Regions from separate parts of the Canis lupus genome. Here region 1 is linked to region 2. The links are chromatin contacts, called in public Hi-C maps. All regions are on one chromosome and are shown on one strand. Each heading gives the region's core, a stretch centred on a gene start, on an enhancer-like site or on the middle of the called end of the contact. The rest is flanking DNA. Distances are from core to core; before and after follow the strand shown.

Region 1 (4,791 bases), core at 925-3,424, 440 kb before region 2:
ATATACAATATTATGGGAATATCTAAACTAACTTATTGAAGAGCTAGCTCATCATGTCCCCCACTGATTTGAAATTCTAACTTTATCTGACATTCCAATACAATGTTTTCTCGATAGGGACATCACCCCCAACGGGTTGAAAATTGGTCTTGGGGCACAGAAGAAAAATCCTACTCTTTTTATGTATAAAGCACAGACATATGTGCAGTACATAGAGATACATGTTATATCTGTGGTATTAAAATTTTATGGGAGGTGGTGATTAGGGAAAAAGTCTGAAAAGGCTCCTTTAGGGATAATAATGGGGGAAAGGTTGAGAAACCCTGCCCTGTACCACATTCCTACACTTATTTGTATGTTTTTCTGAACTTACTTTGCTCCATTGATGTGCCTGTCCCTACACCAGAAACATTAAATTCTGTTGTTCTTATCATTCTGCTCACTTCTTCCTAGAAAGTATGAGAATCTGAGGTCAACATGATATTTACTTGTTTACTTGTCTATGGCCCGTCTCCTTGGACTAGAATGACAGCTTACTGGGATCTTGGACTTGTCCTGTTCATCACTGTGGCCCTGCATTTTAAATGGTGCCTGGTAGAAGGCACCCACTGAATATTTTTTGGTTGAATTAATAAGTTTGAATATCTGGTAGATCAAATCCTTTCTAACTGTTCTTTTTTTTTTTTCTTCAAAAATTTAGCTACTCTCACCTGTTCATTTCTTGGAAATGAACCTTAGAATCACTTTAATAGGCTGTAAAAAATCCTATCAACTACCCTCCCTCTACCCTCCAGAAGGTGGAGCTTCTTGAGACTTAAAGAGGGTTAAAAATGGTAACATTTTGGCCAAGAAATCATCTTAACTATGTGAAGGAGGTCTACCATCACCATGTGCATATCACATAGCTGGATATTATGTGATGAGAGAGGCACTTCCCCTCTGTCGTGGTCTCCCCCAAAGCCCATCACCCCAATCTAATCATGAGAAAACACCCGACAAACTCAAATTCACACAATTCTATAAAACTGACCAGTACCCTTAAAAAAATGTCAGTCATAAAAAATAAAATAAAATAAAATAAAATAAAATAAAATGAAATAAAGGAAAAGCTGAAATACGTAATAGCTCAGAGGAGACTAAGGGAACATGATGACCAAATGTGGAATCCTGGATTAGATCCTGAACTATTAGTGGGAAAACTCCTGAGTTTTTCAAATGTAAGTCGTATATTTGAAATTATTATGATTGCAAGTATCTACCATTAGTTAGCTAGAAAATCTAAACAAGATGTGCTGTTTGCTTTATTAAGAAATTTTGAAACATTGTGTGTCAACTATACTTCCATAATAATCAAGACGTCTTTTAAAACTCCAGAAATGGATGGTGAATTTGATCAAATACCTTTTTAGAAAATATCTTTTTAATCAAATACCTTTTCAGAAAATATTAAGACGACCGTATCTTTGGCACTACAGATGTAATTTTCTCTTGTTATTCAAATATGCCTGCATCTCTAAAATAGCTCCTTCCAGGTGCAGTATGTAATTCTTTGGTGAAACACCAGAACCGGTTTGCAAGTATTTTATGTAGGATTTTAGCGTCATCATTTAGCTGCAGCCGGGCCTGGGCGCCCTACCTATCGTGACTTGGGCCGGAGGGAGGCGAGTAGGAACCGCAGCAGGTGCAGCGGAGGCCGCTGCACTCAGTGTAAAGACCTCAACAAGCTGAACGATCCCCCCCGGAGAGAAGCCTGCAGAGACCCTGGACTCGCTAGCGCCCCGAGCGGCGCCGGAAGTGGCGTCATCCACCCGGCGTCCCTCTCAGCCAATGGCCGCGGGATGCGCCGCTCGAGGGTAACCTGCACGGCACCTGGACTTAGGTAAAAGCAGACGGCCCTTCAGGCGCAAAATGAACTGTCCTTGTACATTATTACGCGAGGTAGCAAGGCAGCCTAGTCAGAGACAGGTGTCTCTTCCCGCTTCTCTGCCGCCAGTTAACGTAGCTCAGGGACACCACGCCTTCAACCTGAGGGCGCTCTCACGGTCCGCAGGTGCCCTCACTAAAGATGGCTGACCGGCGCGGAGTAAAAGCCGGAAGTAGGCGGGGTGGGCGGTGCGGGGAGGGGGCGTGGTTAGGCGTGGCGAGGGCGTGGCCTGGCCGCCTGGAGGTCGGGAGGGGCGTGGCCAGCCGCCCCACCTGGACTCTCGGTGAAAGGCGCGCGGGCCGCCGCCGTCCGCATTCCTGCCGTCTCCGGGGGGCGGGTCGCCACCGGCCCCGCCCCCGCCCAGATTTCTCCCTCTCGGGAGCACCCCCGGAGTCTCCGAGGTTGGGCCCGCGCTGGCAGCCGAGCCTCAGTCGGAATGGAGGGCGCCCAGGAGGACCCCGCAGAGTCTAGCTCCTCCGTCCCCAGGTTCGCAGAGCCTGCGGGCTCGGCCGGGGGCGCCGAGGTGCTGCCTCCGGAGGAGTCGGGGGCGGCCGCCAAGAAACTCTGTGGCTATTTAAGTAAATTTGGCGGCAAAGGTCCCATTCGGGGCTGGAAATCCCGCTGGTTCTTCTACGACGAGAAGAAATGTCACCTGTATTACTCACGGACCGCGCAGGATGCCAATCCCTTGGACAGCATCGACCTCTCCACTGCGGTCTTTGACTGCAAGGCGGACGCCGAGGAGGGGACTTTTGAAATCAAGACTGCCAACCGGATTATTACCCTGAAGGTAAATGGGGCAGTTTCCCCCTCCTTTTCAGCCAGGATGGGTTCCCAGGGCACGGCTGGGCACGTGTGGGTGGTCACAGTAAATTCACTGGAACAAGAATTACAGACTCTGATCTCTTCCAGTGAACCCTGGGCGCCCACGGTGTAGTGGATTCCAAAACGCATTCACACCCATTTCCTCATTGGGCGCCCACGGCAAAGGCGGGGTGATGCACCCACACTAGAATTTATAAACTGAGTCTTAGAGAAACGAAGTAACCAGCTAGGGGTCATGCGTGTCCGGAGCGGTGTAGACCACACTTGGAATCCCTGAGTCTTCCTACTTCCTCAGCTGTGTCTCGAGACTTTTACTTTTTGTTGTGCCTTAACAATGCAGTTACCTTAACTTTCTTACTTGGGGCTGAAAGAGAGTCAGGATATGAGCTGTGTAATCCGCTCCTGGCCTGGATTCTGAATCACTCTTCTTGATATTTTGGCCAAGGGGAGTGAATGCTGAGCAAATGTTGGCAGGGATTGGGAGATAAAATACTTAGGTTTCTCGGATCAGCCTAAAATGTTCGCAGAGGCATGACTAAACGTGTTTTGCCGTCAGTAGGTTTTATTTTATTATCACCTTGAACTGAGAAAGCCTGAAACAGTGGGAAAGCCACATGCTTTGAAATCAGACAGGCTTGGATTCAGATTCTCCATCAGGTACTTAGTAGCCGTGTCACCCGGGCAAGTTACTTAACCTCTCAGAATCTAGGTAGTTTGTGAGATTTAAAACAAGGTATGTAAGCATCTGGCACCTACAAATTGTTGAATTAATCCCAGTGTCTAGATGCAGCCCAACACCTCGTGGGTGCTCAATCGATTCTTGTTTAATGAACCCAAATGATGATAATAATAGGTCGTAATGTTCACGTTAGGAAGCGGTGCCCCAGAACTTGAGCGGAAAGACACATCTGAGCTGAGGGTTCCGGGATTCACACTCATCAAAGAAGAATGTGCCAGGAGACAGCCTCCTGGACACCACTCCGTCTTCCTGCCCTTCCATCCTGGCTTCCAGCCAACTGGGCATCCATCGAGCCCCTGGACGTAGCCCACAGTTTCCATTCCCCTTTAATGGCTGGGCCTGACTGGTGCCCTGGCTGGGGAAATCAGATAAAATAACGCAAACCTGGAATTCCAGGCCCGGGAAGGCACGCATTTGGGAGGTCATGTGGTTTATGGGTCATGCGTTCCCTCCCACAGGCTGAGCATTATCTTACAGGGTCTCCAATACATGTCTTTAACTGTTCAATTGATCTATGTCTGTGCCTGGCTCTGTGCTAAGCACTGGGGCATGGAGCCAGATCAGACGTGCTGCCTGGTTCTCAAACAGCTTGAGTAAGGACTGAGGAGGGAAGGAGAGGGAGACTGGCACACACAGTGCAGTGTTCTGTAGAGACGTTCTGATAAGTCTGTACCAGAAAAGTGTGACAGGAAGGGGTCGCTTCTGCTGAGTGGAAGGGTCCACCCAGGAGGAAACAACGGAGGAGGAGATGACACCTGAGGCCCAAAAAAGGGATTTGGTTTTCTATGAGCAGACAGGAGGGAGAAGGGTTATTCCTGGCCATGGGTGTTCCGTGAGCAAAGACAGGAAACATGATACAGTCCAGAGTGTCCTGGCAAATCACAGGAGCCTGGGGTACAGACGGGCCCAAAAGATGGAGTGGGAGAACGGAGGCCCAAGCATGGGGCATTTGTGAGTTAGGCCTGGGAGCTTGGACTTTGTCCTGTGGGCTGTGGGAAATTGTCAAAGAGCTTAAAGCAAGAAAGCCTTTGAGATTAGAATGTTTAGAAGGCTCAGTGCAGCTGTTGAGTAGAGGAAAAATTAGAAGGCAAGACTGCTGGTCAGCAAGTCTGTCAGGAGGTGATCGGTAGAGAATGGTGATTGAGCTAGAGCTGTGACAGGGGGAGGGGGGGGAAGACAAATGGAGGTGACCCGGGATATGATGAGGGGGAATGCAAGGGAGGAGTCAGGGATGGCTGACTGTCCAGTTGGCCCAGTCATGACAGGAGGAGCTCAGGATGGGATGGCTGTCAGTAGACTCTTA
Region 2 (4,831 bases), core at 1,366-3,865:
TATTCTCAATGTGCAGCATCTGTCAGCCTGAGATGAAAACCCAGCAACAGAGGACCCAGAACCTGGGCTCAGATGAGCTGACGGAGGAATTAGGAGGATTTTGCAATAAAGCCCATTAATTCTATTGGATTGAAACATCTCCTAATTCCGCACAGCCGAGGACAGCTGTGCTTTTTTTTTATCTCACATTTTACATGGTGTTTTATGCCTGCTTGGAATCAAGGGTGCAGGTCTGTGCAGAAAGGTGGAAGGACCAGAGAGATGGGGTTCTGGAGTTATCACTTACCAGCCAGAAGGGGCTTGGCCACATCACTTAGGCTCCAAGCCTCAACTACCTTAGATTATGTATTTTACCATGAGCTCACACCATAAGGTCATGTGCAATTGTTTATGTATCACCGGGTTGGAAGAAAAGGAAAAGCAAACCTTGATGGTTGAAGGAAGGCTGTTCATCTCAATTTTCACTGTTAGAATAGGGGAGAGTTCACCGGTCCTTCCTGACCTTGGCCATTTGACTTACATCTGACCTAGGGAAGGCCTGGAGGGTCTCAGCACTTGGAGTGGGAAGAGCTTGGAGGGGGACCCAAGTGGACTTAGCTAGTGAGAGGGGACACTGCCAAGGTCAAGATGCTACTTCACTGTGCTCCGAGTCATCATCTAAGACAGCCCTGCATTCCTCTGCATTCTGTGAGGAACATCTTAATTACTTCTTCTGGATCCCCCCAAAATTGAAACCACCAACATCTCTTGGAAGGCAGAGTCTCATCTTAAAATGTTCTCTTTGTTTATACATTCATCAAGTATAAAAACAAATGCTGATATTCTTGCTATAATGTTAAATCAATAGAGACAACAGAGTGGGATTTCAATGATGCTAAAAACTGATTATGCAAAGAAGAACAGACTTGATGAAAATGTTAATAGTGGCTGTATTTGAGAGAATAGATAATGGGCTTTTTTCAGCTTTTGTAAATATATTTTTTTAAAACTTAAAAGGTTCTTCAATTACTCTTATTATAAAAAAGGATTCTGTTCAGAAATATTTTAATATGCCCCAAAGGGAAAGTTCATTTTTATATTTTCATGAAAATTACATATATAAATTCAATAAAAGTTAATGATGGCATGCTATAATACTGAAAATTTTGGAAGATGTTTTATTAATATTCATAGAGATACTGAGTCTGAGTCACTCAGTAAATGCAATATAGTAAAAAGTATATTACAATAAATTTTTTACATAAAAAAATGATCAAAAACTATTCAGTTTCTGAGTACACTCAATAACAAGGAATATTTGATACATTTAAGAGCACAGTGGGAGCACCTGGGCGGCTCAGCCTGTTAGGCGGCGGACTCTTGATTTTGGCTCAGGTCATGATGTCAGGCCTCTGAGCTGGGTATGGAGACTGCTTGAGATTCTCTCCCCCTCTCCCTCCTGGGTGTGCTCTCTCTAAAACAACAACAACAACAACAACAACAACAACAACAACAACAAAAAACGCAGCACAAAAATTTGGGTAGCCTCATTTTTCCCCTTTCCTTTCCTTCTTTCTTTTTTACAATAGCCTTTTTTTTTTTTTTTCCTATTTACTCTGTTGTAATAGAATTGAACCTGTATTGGGATCCCTGGGTGGCTCAGCGGTTGAGAGTGCCTGCCTTCTGCCCAGGGCATGATCCTGGAGTCCCAGGATCGAGTCCCATATGGGGCTCCCTCCATGGAGCCTGCTTCTCTCTCTGCCTATGTCTCTGCCTCTCTCTCTGTGTGTCTGTCATGAATAAATAAATAAATAAATTTTTAAAAAAAGAATTGAACCTGTATTGATGTAGCTTCCAAAACATTGTCAGCCTTGTTGAAGATTGTAAATTGGAATTATTGGAGGAATGTATTAATGTTTTAAAATACTGTGATTGTTACTAGTACATGCATGCAATAGAAATGTATTGCAACACTATGCAAAGTCAAGTTCTGTGGAACTGTTGTTGGCAAGAGCTCTTGGATGTTACCTTTGTAAAGGGTCCTGGGGCTGGAGATGCTGCATATACTTACGTTAAAGTATTCCACAGGCCTCATCCTTGCACAACTTCTTGGAGCCTCAAGTATACTAATTTTAATTGTGACTCTCAAGAACAGTGGGCAATAAGTGGCATTTGCCCAGAATTTTTTTTTTAATCTCCCAAATAGGACACTTCACATTGGGATGTGCAGTGTCATAGGCACACAAGGACTTCATCTTCTCAGTTAATCTTGAGCCCAGGAAGCTGAGTTTGCCAACCTCTATTGCCACAAGAGGGGTGTTTTATGAATTTGAAGTACACATGCAGATCACAATAAACCACTTACAGAGCCATGTCATGTGTCACGGAGGCCCAGTTCCCACTGTCATGCAGAGTCTCGTTTGGAGTCATTCCTTTGCGGAAGCTTGGTTCTGATGAGACAGCAGAAGACCAGAAGGGACTTGTGAGCTTCATCCCAGGTTCCGTGCTTTGACCTCCTTTATAAAGTGGCTTAGGAATGACATGCAACCCTGCAACTCACCCCCTTCCCCCCCCTCCACACACAGCTGCACACCCTTGGCTGGCATGCGAAGCGTGCTTAGAAAGGGGAAGAAAAACCCAAACCACAAAACCCCACATTCCTTTTGAGGGCTGTATGTGTACACACCCTAGACCTTTGACCCTCTTTCCTTGCTGAACAGGGGTTTTCGAGGCTTGGAGTCAGAAGTCCTGGATGGTTAAGATGCAGCTTTACCACATCCTAGTCTAATGGCTTGGCATTTACCCTCTGGAGGCTCTGTTTGTTCATCTGTCAAATGGAGCCAATGAGCCCTGGGTCCTGTCTAACCTTCCAGGACTGTGATAAGGATAAAACGGAATAAAAATGCTACAAAAAGCTGGAAGTGCGAGGCTTGGTTAGACCACTATAAATAAAAACAGTTCACTTGCTGTTTCTGAGGTGGTGAGGAGAGTGAAAAAAAAAATGGGAAAGGCTGGACGCCCAAATGAATGCTCCCCTGAGACTCCTAGACTCCTCCCAGCCTTCCCTAGTCCTTTCCCACTTACCTGGTCAGTCTGCTCACCAAATACAAGGCTTCCATGCGCTCTGAATTTAGACAACAAAAATGGGAAAAGACAAGACACATGAGGTAAATTGTGTCTAGACCACCCACAGCCTCTGTATTCCAATTCTGACAAAATTTTTACACCACTGAAAAAATGACCTCAAATGAGCACTTTCTTTAAAAATAATATGTAAAAATGTAAAGGCTGGAAGTATCTGCAACAGTCTAAAAACTTATGAAAAAACAAGAAGATTCCAGTAACATCTCTAAAGACCGACAACTGAGGCCAGAATCTGGGAAAGTTTGCCACTAATTGTAAGGCAGATGGAACTGGATGAAGTCTACCAAAATGGCAGAAAGAGTAGGAAGATCTGGAATTGCAAGGATCAATCAAGTAGATTCCAAGTGGTTGTTTAAATCTTTTCAGTACAAAACAGCAACAACAACAAAGTACTGAAGGGAAAAAAATACACATATTTTATATAGACTATTTCCATCATTTTGGAGTGGTGAACACCTTTCCAGGAATGACTCAAAGACAGGGACCATGAAGGAAAACATTGCTTTATTTTACTATGGATAATTTAAAATTTTCATGCATGAGAAAACCGTAAACTACCTCATGTGTTGCTGGTGGGATTTTAAAAATATACAGCCACTTTGGAAAACAGTCTGGCAGTTCCTCAGATGTTAAATATAGAATTACCACATGGCCCAGAAATTCCACTCCTAGGTGTAGACCCAAGAGAAATGAAAATACACATCTACACAAAAACTTGTACATGAATGTTCATAGCAGAATTCTTCATAATGGCCCCAAAGCAGGAACAACCCACATGTCGGTCAGGAGATAAATGCATAAACAAAATCTGGTGTACACAAACAACCGAATATTATTCAGCCATGAAGTAATGACACATGCTACAACTTAGATTAATCCTGGGGGAAAAAACCAGTCACAAAAGATCACATGTTGTATGTGTATTTTGTGTTCATGTATTTATATGAAATGTCCAGAATAGGCAACTCCTATTATTCTATCCAGAATAGAAACAGAAATGGGGATCCCTGGGTGGCGCAGCGGTTTGGCGCCTGCCTTTGGCCCAGGGCACAATCCTGGAGACCCGGGATCGAATCCCACGTCGGGCTCCCGGTGCATGGAGCCTGCTTCTCCCTCTGCCTGTGTCTCTGCCTCTCTCTCTCTCTCTCTGTGTGACTATCATAAATAAATTAAAAAAAAAAAAGAAACAGAAATGGATTAGAGGTACCAGGATTAGAGGTCACAGGTACAGGTCTGTGGGATAATTCTGGGCAATGACTACCAATGAGTTCAAGGTTCTTTCTGGGTGCTGAAAATATTCTGGAATTAGATGATGGTGATGGTTTCGTTAACTGTGAATGTACTAAAAATCATTAAATTGTATACTTTAGAAGGGTGAATTTTATGGCATGTGAATTATTTCTCCATAAAGCAATTGTTTAAAAAATATAAACAGACTACAAAAAAACATAAAATAGCAAAGCTAATGACAAAAATTGTAATATTTCACTAGATGGTTAATTGGTTAATAGGTGTAATACACAAGGAATTTTTACATAAAAATTTGAAAATAGGGGATCCCTGGGTGGCTCAGTGGTTTGGCGCCTGCCTTTGACCCAGGGAGTGATCCTGGAGTCCCGGAATCGAGTCCCACGTCGGGCTCCTGGCATGGAGCCTGCTTCTCCCTCCTCCTGTGTCTCTGCCTATCTCTCTCTCTCTGTGTCTATCA

The links. Hi-C and Micro-C count contacts between places; a contact is called where the count stands out from the background.
Region 1: a Hi-C map of blood shows a contact between it and region 2, with 4 times the contacts expected there. The contact joins the promoter of TBC1D2 here to the enhancer-like site in region 2. A contact is called at or near these places in 2 of 9 Hi-C or Micro-C datasets (amygdala and blood).

What each region holds. Positions count from the first base shown.
Region 1 is chr11:55,787,874-55,792,664 of UU_Cfam_GSD_1.0, reverse strand. TBC1D2 (TBC1 domain family member 2A) reads left to right here and starts at 2,174. Exons shown (of 14, transcript XM_038552915.1): 1 at 2,174-2,714. The coding sequence starts at 2,361.
Region 2 is chr11:55,344,460-55,349,290 of UU_Cfam_GSD_1.0, reverse strand. LOC111098101 (a long non-coding RNA gene) reads left to right here. Exons shown (of 5, transcript XR_005367032.1): 5 at 1-1,443. Among named protein-coding and RNA genes, the nearest start is that of XPA, 15 kb to the right of the region's middle. Within about 2 kb of position 2,615, at least 2 of the 20 cell types and tissues checked have an H3K27ac peak or open chromatin away from gene starts, as enhancers often do. A contact at or near this core is called in blood, where this site is marked.